Regions from separate parts of the Hordeum vulgare genome. Here region 2 is linked to region 1. The links are chromatin contacts, called in public Hi-C maps. All regions are on one chromosome and are shown on one strand. Each heading gives the region's core, a stretch centred on a gene start, on an enhancer-like site or on the middle of the called end of the contact. The rest is flanking DNA. Distances are from core to core; before and after follow the strand shown.

Evidence for each region. A called contact is a pair of places that touch in the nucleus more often than the background predicts.
Region 2: a Hi-C map of leaf shows a contact between it and region 1, with 2.7 times the contacts expected there. The contact joins the promoter of LOC123449567 here to the enhancer-like site in region 1. A contact is called at or near these places in 4 of 6 Hi-C or Micro-C datasets (leaf and seedling).

What each region holds. Positions count from the first base shown.
Region 1 is chr4H:565,173,744-565,179,034 of MorexV3_pseudomolecules_assembly, forward strand. No RefSeq gene overlaps it. Among protein-coding and RNA genes, the nearest start is that of LOC123449567, 120 kb to the right of the region's middle. Within about 2 kb of position 3,903, at least 3 of the 3 cell types and tissues checked have open chromatin away from gene starts, as enhancers often do. A contact at or near this core is called in leaf and seedling, where this site is marked.
Region 2 is chr4H:565,295,424-565,300,231 of MorexV3_pseudomolecules_assembly, forward strand. It overlaps LOC123449567, which reads right to left and starts at 2,728. Exons shown (of 5, transcript XM_045126832.1): 1 at 2,569-2,728. The coding sequence starts at 2,648.

The DNA of each region.
Region 1 (5,291 bases), core at 2,653-5,152:
TATTAAACTGTAAATATGTTTTGAATTCCAAATCCCATTTTTAAATCTTTAAAATTCTAAATGAATGAGAAAAAATATAGAAAACTACTCCCTCCGTTCCTAAATATAAGTCTTTTTAAATGTTTTACTAGTGGACTACGTACGGATGTATATAGACATATTTTAGAGTGTAGATTCAATCATTTTGCTTCGTATGTAGACCCCTAGTAAAATCGCTTAAAAGAATTATATTTAGGAATGGAGGGGTACATCTTTTTCGAAACTTAGAACATTTTGATATCCTGACACATGAAAAACAAACAGGAAGAAAATAGAGAAAAACGGAAAAACCTATTTGACGCTATTTCCGTCAAATAGGCGGACAAACCAACAGAAGCTGCAAGTGAGGGTCGGGGTTTGGACCGGCCCGTTAGCACTTTCACCGAACCCAGTTTTGGTAACCTTCGTTTCCAAATGGTTATTTTCGGTTTTGAGAATTTTCTAGAAGATTCCTTGAACCAGTTTTTTTTAATGTTTTTTGGAAAAATGTTCTGGAACTCCAAAAATGTTTCGGCTTTTTGAAAAAATGTTACGGAATTTGAAAAATGATCCAAAATGTCAAAAATGTTCCATAAGTTAAAAAAATGTTCTGGAAATGAAAAAATGTTCTCGAATTTAAAAATTATTCTGTAATTTGAAGCATGTTCTGGAATTTAAAGAAATATTCCGCAATTTGAAACAGTGTACCAGAATTTGAAAAAATGTTCTGGATTTTTTATCAAAATGTTTCGGACTTTTCAAAAAAAATTCCAAAATTTAAAAATACTGTTCCCGAATTTGGAAAACTGTTCGGAATTTGAAAACAAAATTCGAAATTTGTAAAAATGTTCCGTTTTTAAAATTTGTTCTCAGCATTTCAAAAAAGCCATGCTTTAAAAATTTGTTTCTTGCTTTCAAATTTGTTCAGTTTTTCTTTTCAAAATTGTTCTGCGTTTCAAAATTTTGTTTTCAAAATTAAAAAATGTGCGTGCTTTAAACAATTGTTTGCGCTTCCAAATTTGTTTGGAGCTTTTAAAATTTTGTTATCAAGATTCAAAAAATGTATGTGATTGAAAAAATTGATTGCGCTTCCAAATTTGTTCACTTGTGTTTAGAATTCTTCTCCTATTTCATTGCATTTTCACAAAACTGTTTGTATTTCAAAAAATGTTCTCCAATTTTATTTTTTCCTTTTCCCATAAAAATATTGACTATTCTGAAATAACATTTGCGTTTCATACATTCATGTTTGAAAATTTAGGAAAAGTTTGAATCTGCAGCGGCTTATGGTTCGTGTTGTTAAATTTTACAGCTGTTATTATGTTCATTAACATTCACACATGTGACCTTCCACCTTTGGTAGTCAATCAAGATGGTTACGCAAGGCGCACTTCGACCTAGAGGTCCCATGTTCGACTCCTGTTGCTCGCTCATTTAGTCGCCGTAAAATGCGGTGTATAGAAGCTCTCGAGGAAAACAGCCCACAGTCGGCGCGTCCGGATCCGCATATGGGCCGGCATGGCAGGACAGGCACCCATCAATTCACATTTTTTGCCCTAACGGAGCCGTATAGGAGCACCCCTTATTTGTCAATTATACGTGTAATAGTCTTTCCTCACCTATATAAGCCATAACAAGGGCAGGCCAATATAAGGCGGGGTCTTACAGTTTGCATTTCTTTTTTGTTTGGTTCCTTGTTTTCAGCGGTTTGCTATTAGTTTATTTCCAAATTTTCCATTTTTATTGCTTTTCCTTAGTTATTATTTATTTTCCTGTTTATTTTTAAGTTACTTTTCCTCTTGAAGGAAGATTCACACAAATTTCTGACGATATTGTGGGGACACATTGAAAATTTTCTAGCTCATTAAAACAATGCATGATAACTATTTAAATTATAGGAACATCTTAAAATATATCTTAGTTGAAATATTTGTTAAATTCGTTGAATACATTTAGACGAAAAACTATTTTCTATACATGCACTTATATTTTGGGATAAACACATTTTTTACAAAATACATGAAAAACATTTATCATAGCAAAAAAAAAAATACAAGCATGTGGAGATTTTATTTGGTAATTGCGAACAAGAGTTTCCTTATTTTCCAAAAGAAGAGGCTTCAAAGAAATAGACATATTTTTATGTGAAGATTCAAGAAGAACCATCGTTACTTGAGTGGAGTGGGCATGCAGTGCTGGCTGTGGGCTAGCACTGCATTCCACTTCTGGTAGTCATCGTATATAGACTTCTTTAAGACAAATCTATATAAGACGTTCCTGTAACAATGAGTCGTTCACACGCACAGGAGCTGGCCCGACTGGGCCGGCTAAGCTTTTTTTTTTGTCTTAAAAAAACTGCTAATTTCCTTTTTTTGTTTTTACTTTCCTTTCTTCTTCTTTTTCGAATTTCAAGAAAAAAAAATCTAATTTGAAGACCAATTTTAGAAAATCCAGAATAAATTTTGAAATTCCAGAATATTTTTCGAATTTGTGACCAAGTTTGAAAAATGATAATTTTTTTAAATTTGCAAAACGAAATTAAAAGCAAGAACAATTTACAAAATTTAAGCAAAATTATCAGACACAAACTGACTTTAAAAATTGAACAAAATTTTGATATTTCAAACATTTTTTGAAAATACCAAACATTTTCTAGAATACCGATTGTTTAAAAAAATCCAGAAAGCATTTTTTAAAATTTATGAATGTTTTTGCAAAATGGCAACTATTTGAAATTTAGAAAAAAGTTCGATAGAAAAAACATATTTCGATTTGAAAAACATTTTTTGAAAATCCAAATCAATTTTTCATTTTATAAACAATGTTTGAAAGACAAAAATTATAAATTTTGGAACATTTTCTAAAAGCAAGAGAATTTTTTGAATTCTGAGAATTGTTTTTGAACATGAACTTAGTTTAAAAATTGAACCAAATTTTGATATTTCAAACATTTTTTGAAAATACCTAACGTTTTCATAAAATAATGAACATCTTTCTAAAAAACCAAACATCCTATATTCTTAAATAGCTACAACGTCACATCGTCAAGTGGTGCATTGAGTCATAATTTACCTTTTCCATATCACTTCATGCAAAACATACCACTCGTTCCTTATTTTTTCCTAGGGAATTAAGTCATGTCAGAAAGTTTTGTATTTGTTTTTACATTAATTTTAGTCTTCTATAATTTAGCCTTACATTTTTTAACAAGGTTCCCGCTACAACACGCGGATCATCGTCTAGCTTTTTTGAAACCCCAAATATTTTTGAAAGTTATGAATGTTTCCCAAAATTACAACTATTTGAAATTTATAACATTTTCTTAAAAAGAAAAAACATTTTTCAAATTTGCGAAACATTTTTGGAAAAACCAAAACCTTTTTTTCTTGTTATGAACAATGTTTCAAAAAAGATTTTTTTTAAAATTTGGAACATTTTTAAAAGCAAAATTATTTTCTGAAATTTAAATACAATTTTCAGACACAAACTTATTTTAAAAATTTAATATTTAGAGAATTCGTTGAAACTACCAAATATCTTTTAAATACCGAACATTTTATGAAAATTTAGAACATTTTTTAAACTTTCTGAATATTTTTAAAACATGACAACTATTTGAAATTTTGAATCTTGTTTCAAAAGCAAAACAGTTTTTCGAATTGAAAAAACAGTTTTCGGACATGAAATTATTTTTAAAAATATAAAATAACCTTAGAAAAAATGGAAACGAAAAAGAAAAAAGAAACAGAAACATAAAAAAGAATAAAAGAATAAAAAAGGATGAGGAACCTCGTAGAAGATTTCCAAAACCGGTGGGTAAGCGTACTGGACGGTCCAAATATTCTCTGAGGGGTGTGCGAAGCCTCAACTCTCGTAGAGGGCGGCGAATAGCATATTCCATTTCTATCCTTCATTGGGACGTATGTTCACTAAAATGAGTAGGGGGTAGCCCATGGCCAGCCCCAGTTCGGGAGCTCGAGGCACAAGCGATAGCTAGTTCTAACGTGGTTCCATGTGATAATTTATTTTATTTATTTATTTATTTATTTATATAGGTAAATTGTTTGGGGTACTTAGGTGCTTGATCATCTAGCATTTAATAGCTTATATTGAATTCATTAACATTTATTAATTTGGAAAGAATTAAAACATATATTAGTTGACAGAAAGAGAATAAAAAAATAAAATAAAAGAGGTATACATATTTACATGTATCTTTTTCAGATCAAAGTATACATGCATACACACACATATAATTCATCGTTAAATGAACTTTTTATGCTTAAATGAAAATATATGTATACACTGACATTGATTATTTCATTAGGTATTCATGATATTTTTATTATTTAAAATCAATAAATTATGCATCGACATACCCGTGGTATATAATACTCCATCCGTCCCAAAATAAATGACTCAAAAATGACTCAATTTTATATTAGAATTAGTGTAAATTAGAGTCACTTTTGAGTCACTTATTTTGGGACGGAGGGAGTATATAGTAATGAAATTATGTACATACGTGGATATATATTTTTAATGATTTATTTTAGGTTATACTCCGTAGCTAGTAAAAAAATACGTACGCGGATATATATGTGTACCTACTGACGAAATTATATACATATGTGGATATGTTATACCTACTAATAAAATAATATGAGGGTATATATATACACAATGATTTATTCTAATTTGTAGCTAGTGAAAAAAAATATGTACATACACAAATATGTATATACCTACTAATGAAATTTTAAACATGCGTAGGTATGCATATACCTACAAATAAAGTTACGTACATACACCGACATTTACATGCCTAGTAATTTATTCTACAAATCAATAAATGCTATATAAGAATACCATAAATGTTAAGTTTTATTTCCTATGGTATATATAATGACCTGCCTTTTATCACGTGACATGCATGCATGAGATTGTTAAATAATTAAAGTCTGCAAAATTATCTAGTAATAAAGGCATTTAAATTTAAATGAGCCGTCAAACATGATCCAATGATGGTGTATATATACATAAACATTATTTTGATCCTAGGATAACAGTAGTGGTTGAGCTTCCTCGGGTGCTATGTTGAACTTTCGTTAAAAATGTCTAATAAAGCTTGCCATATACCGTTTAAAAGCTATGGACACCCTGGTAACAAACTAGGTTGAAATTTTATCAAAATGTTCACAGTTTAAGAGCCGTTTTTAAAACAGTTTTTGTTCGTACAAAAAAATATGAAACATATTTTTATCCTATTTCTA
Region 2 (4,808 bases), core at 1,478-3,977, 120 kb after region 1:
TTATGCCAGTCTGGGAAGACATTTTCGGGAATAGTGTTTGCAAAAGGGAAGTTTGGAAGTGCACACAGAGACGCTGAAGCTTCAACTCCCATAATTCCATCTTCCATGCATATCGCAGCCACCATATATTCATGCCTAAACTTTGGTCCATGTGTATCTGTTTCAGCCAAATAAACTACTGTGAGTTGAATACTATGGATATAAGGTAGTGCTTCCTCTAGGGAGCAGCAATCTTAGTTAAGACAATAAAGAGAATCACCATAGCCTAATGAAGATAATAATTTTCTGATCAGAGAATTTTGTGTCCAGGTAGCCAATTCCAGCTTAGCATTGTTTCCATGATAGTGATAGTCTCATAGGTACAAGTTGAATGACCACATAAACTCCTAGCACTGAATATTCCATATAGTTCTTCCCTTCAAACCCATTATCAAAGATATCATCTGATTTTTCCAAATGTTAGTTTCTCCAACGACATGATCATAAACTCACATATCAAAACTAAGATGGACCAGATAAAATGAAGCGTGCAAAAGTGCATGTTCTTGACAAAAACCAGTGTGCAGAAATCCCACTCTTTCCAACCGCATACAATTTTCAGAGAAAAAACTGAATGGATAAAAAAATGAAGTATGCACCTGTGCTGACACCATATATGCTAATAGTATTTTTGTTATTTTGCCAACATTTACATACTAGAAAAAAAGGGGGGGGGGGGGCATAAATAATTGAAGCCAGGACTCTCATCCATTTAAGTTTTTTTTTTGCTATTGTAAATAGATTACATAGTAACTCACACAATGAACTAGGGTTCATACTGAACACCTGGTAAACGTTATGCTCTAAAATCAGCAAGAAAATTGCATCTGAGATCAATATGCAAACATCTTTTAAGTATTTGGCTACAATTTTCGGTTCTGGTGCGACCAGTATACCTATTTTACATGTTCAAATACTTGATTAGTAAATAAGTGTGTGTTCTTTCAATAATTTATATCTCAATCTATTTTGTTTCATGTGTATCAAGAGGTCCAAAATTGAGAATTAGTTCAACAGGTGAATCTAAATTCAAGAATCATTTTCACCAAGTAAGCCATGCATTTCAGTTTACTAATGCAATTTTAGTCATGGATCATAGATGTGAACATGGTTGGTTCCAGAAAACGGGGGATAGTTACATTCTGGTAATTTATCAAGTACAAAAGTGTTATTTAGAGGGATACTGTAGCCATGGCGTTGGTAGTCCCAAATGTTGTTTTGTGAGTGGGTAGTACAGGCTGAATAGAATAGAAGAGAGTGAACTGAGAGATAATTGCAGCCTATGTGTTTTTAGATGGAAAGGGATCGCCTCCACGGATCCATTGCAGCCTATGTACAGCGTAATGTATCTCTGGATGCAAACAAGCTCCCCTTTACACGAAACCTACCACATATTCAGATTCAAAATCAGAGAAGCTTGATTCTCAATGATTGGATAACTAGTAAATGAACCTTTACATTTGTTTACAAGAAAGAAGTTCCCTGAACCCGTGATCTATACTGCAGGTTCAACAGCACTGTTAAATGCAATCTATACTGCAGGTCACTGGAGGTTTCAGTAGCTGAATCTACCAACGCAGTAGCTTCTTACTGCAGGTCAGGGGACGTTCCAAGTCGGTAGCTAAATCTCCAATGTATAGCTTCTTAAGTAAAATAGAGCTAAATGTACCAGCCCAGCATCTAGACTGTAGAGCAACATAGTTAAGTATTTCTAAGGTTAAAGCACATAGCACTTGCAGAACCAGAATTCACACAGTAATGTTAGTTACAAAGAAACTAGGCCATCTGAATATATCGTTTAGTTTTTGTTTAACAAAGGTAGGTAGTCTGAATATATCATTTAGTCTTCGCTTCCTACTATATATCTCATTAAAGGTGCACCAACACATGATTCCCTAACGAACAAAAAGGCAGATCATATACAAATTTGCTAATACAACAAGAAAGTCTTTTTGAAGTTGGATCAAGCAATCATTTGCAAGCACCAATTAAAATCAAACTGGCCCTGCAACTGACATATTAAGTTTCCTGAATGCTTTGTTTGTGTGGACACACCCAGAGTTTAGAAAAGGCACTTGATCCATTCAATTACCAAGGAAGACCTTTTTCAATTTCCGAGCATGGCCATCTCACTCTTTGTACTGGACTTATATCAAATTTATGAAGCGGTCTGGGGGCTCCGTTCCTTTCTCTATTACTAGCATTATTAATAAATATAGGCCATGATCAACATCCTGATCATTAGGGTCTCTCTACCAACATAGGGCATTAACGCAAGCACGTAAGCAGCTAGGCATGGGATGGGATTAATTATACAAGCGCAGCAACAGTATTTGGATGAAATGGTAGCTGCAGCATAGCAGCATCGACAATTTGCGGGCAGCAAGCACAGGCGTAGCTCTAGCGAACTAAGCACGAAAGTAAACCAAATCATAGGCGCCAAAATATATCTCTACCACCACCATAAGAAAAGCAGAGTGCCGATTTACAAGAACACCAGATTGTACGAAGGAGGAAGGGGAAACTTACAGCGAAACCCTAGCGGGAGATCGCGACATTTTGGGGGAGAGCGTGGTAGGGTTGGGGGGTGGGGGGTGGGGGTGCGCCATAGGATCGAAACAGAGCGCCACTGGCGGGCAGAGGGGCAGAGAGAGAGGCCGGGAGAGGGAGAGCAACGGCGGAAGCAATCTGGGCGCGGCCGCACTGACGCTTCTCCGCCGGGGCCGAAGGCGGGGGTGGGGTAGAGAGAGTGGGCTTGAACTGGGCTAAAATGGGCCAGATTCTTTTAGGAGCTTGCTGGGTAGTTTGGATACGAACGAAATCATTAATTAGGGAGTATTCGTTTGAAAGATTTTACCCTTCAGGTTGTTACAAATGACGCATTGCATATGTACCACTTGTCTTAACCTAAAAGTTTATCTTTTTTCTGTAGATTCGTTTTTTTAAAACGTTTTATCTTTTAAACCGTGCGTCCAAATTACGAATCGTTTTCGCCGTTGGATTTATTGCGTCGGGATCTTAAAAACTAGATCCCATGTTGATGGGTTTTAATAAACTTTTTTTTCATAAAAAAAACCGTACCAAAAAATATATGCCTCCGAGATAGAAACAAAAACAGAAAACGCAGTTTTTCCTTTTCAAGAGGCATGGATGTGCCTCTCATGAAGGCAAATCCTTGCCTTTCATGAAAGCAAAATCATGCCTCTCGCGAAAAAATGTTTTTTTTCTTTTCGAGAGGCACGTGCGTGTCTCTCATAAAGACAAAACCATGTCTCACGCGAAAGTAAAATTGTACCTCTCGCAAAAAAAGAAAACAGAAAACACATTTGTTTCCTTTTTGAGAGGCACGATCGTGTCTCTCACGAAAAAACCCCCAGAAAATACGTTTTTTTTCTTTTCGAAAGGTAAAATCGTGTCTTTCACGAAAGCAAAACCGTACCTCTTGCAAAAACAGAAAACACGTTTTCCCGTTTTTGAGATGCACGACCATGGTATTGCGAAACAGCAAAAACTCAAGAAAACTAATCTAAAAAGCCAAAAATACATGCGAAAAAATAAAATATAAAATAAAATTTGTAGGAAGCGTTCAGAGCACTAGACGTAATAACGGATGTAAACACGCCAAGTGACGACGTGCTGGAATACTCGTTGGAAGGCTTTAAATAAAACGCTCGTTAACTAACGACTCCCGGATACCAAACACACACGGCCCTGAGAGAGTTTGCAGGATGGGCCTCAGATCCGCTACGTGGGCAGCCCATGTGAAAGCTCGTTCTTTTTTCCTCGTGTGAGAGAGCTCCGGGCTGAAGGATTCAACGCGGCCCAGCGTGGCGCCGGTGACCGCAGCCGCGTGCGACGCGAGCGCGACCGGGCAAGAGCCACGGCGCAACGACCCACCCACCCAACCGCCGTCGCACCACACGTACGTACGTACATGCGTGCGCGCGTCCCCATCCCTCCAACAGACGGACGGAGACGGCGGCGGGCAGCGAAAAGGCCAGATGAATCCAGACCCTTTTCGTCGTGAACCCAGTCTCCAGTTGGGCGCCAGCCAGGCCACATGACCAGACGCCAGCGACCTCGTCACACCTCGTGTGCGTACGTGCTACACACACATGACTCACCGCACTCCTCCGTGGACGGATGGAGCTACCGTCCAAGACGGCGTCGGTGTGGTGGCCGTGCCCGTGCTAGTATCATCATCATCATCACCATCACCATCACCATCACCATCACCATCAGCTGCTGCTGCTGCTGCTGCCAGTGCCAGGCGAGGCGAGGAGAGGAGAGCAGCTAGCCGCAGCTGCAGGCCGGAGCAAACGGACAGCAGAGTGGTAGCGGCGTGGTGGCGGTACACGCCTTTATTGCCGGTCCACGCGGGAGCGCTCACGCACGCATGTATCCCTCCCCGCTACGTTCCTTCTCACTCAGCAGGACCACGCCCCGCCCCCGGCCATGGGCATGCTATGCTATGCTATGCTATGCTAGCCCATCGAGATTCAGGGAGGAGGACGAGAGGAGCGACCAACCCCATTGAATCCGTCTGCCCAGCCGTTGCATTTCCATCCAAGATCTGCCATCCAGAGGACGCACGCACCTGAGAGCCGAGAGTTTCAGAGCCCGCCGCGCCCATGCCTGCCTGCATCGGCCGATCAGCGTTGCAGGACGTACGTACCACCACAGCCCTACCGCTCTGCCTGTGCCTGTCCATCTTGCCCGGGGTCCGGCCCGCCCCGGCAAAAAAAAAAAGCGCGGTGTACCGGACCGCG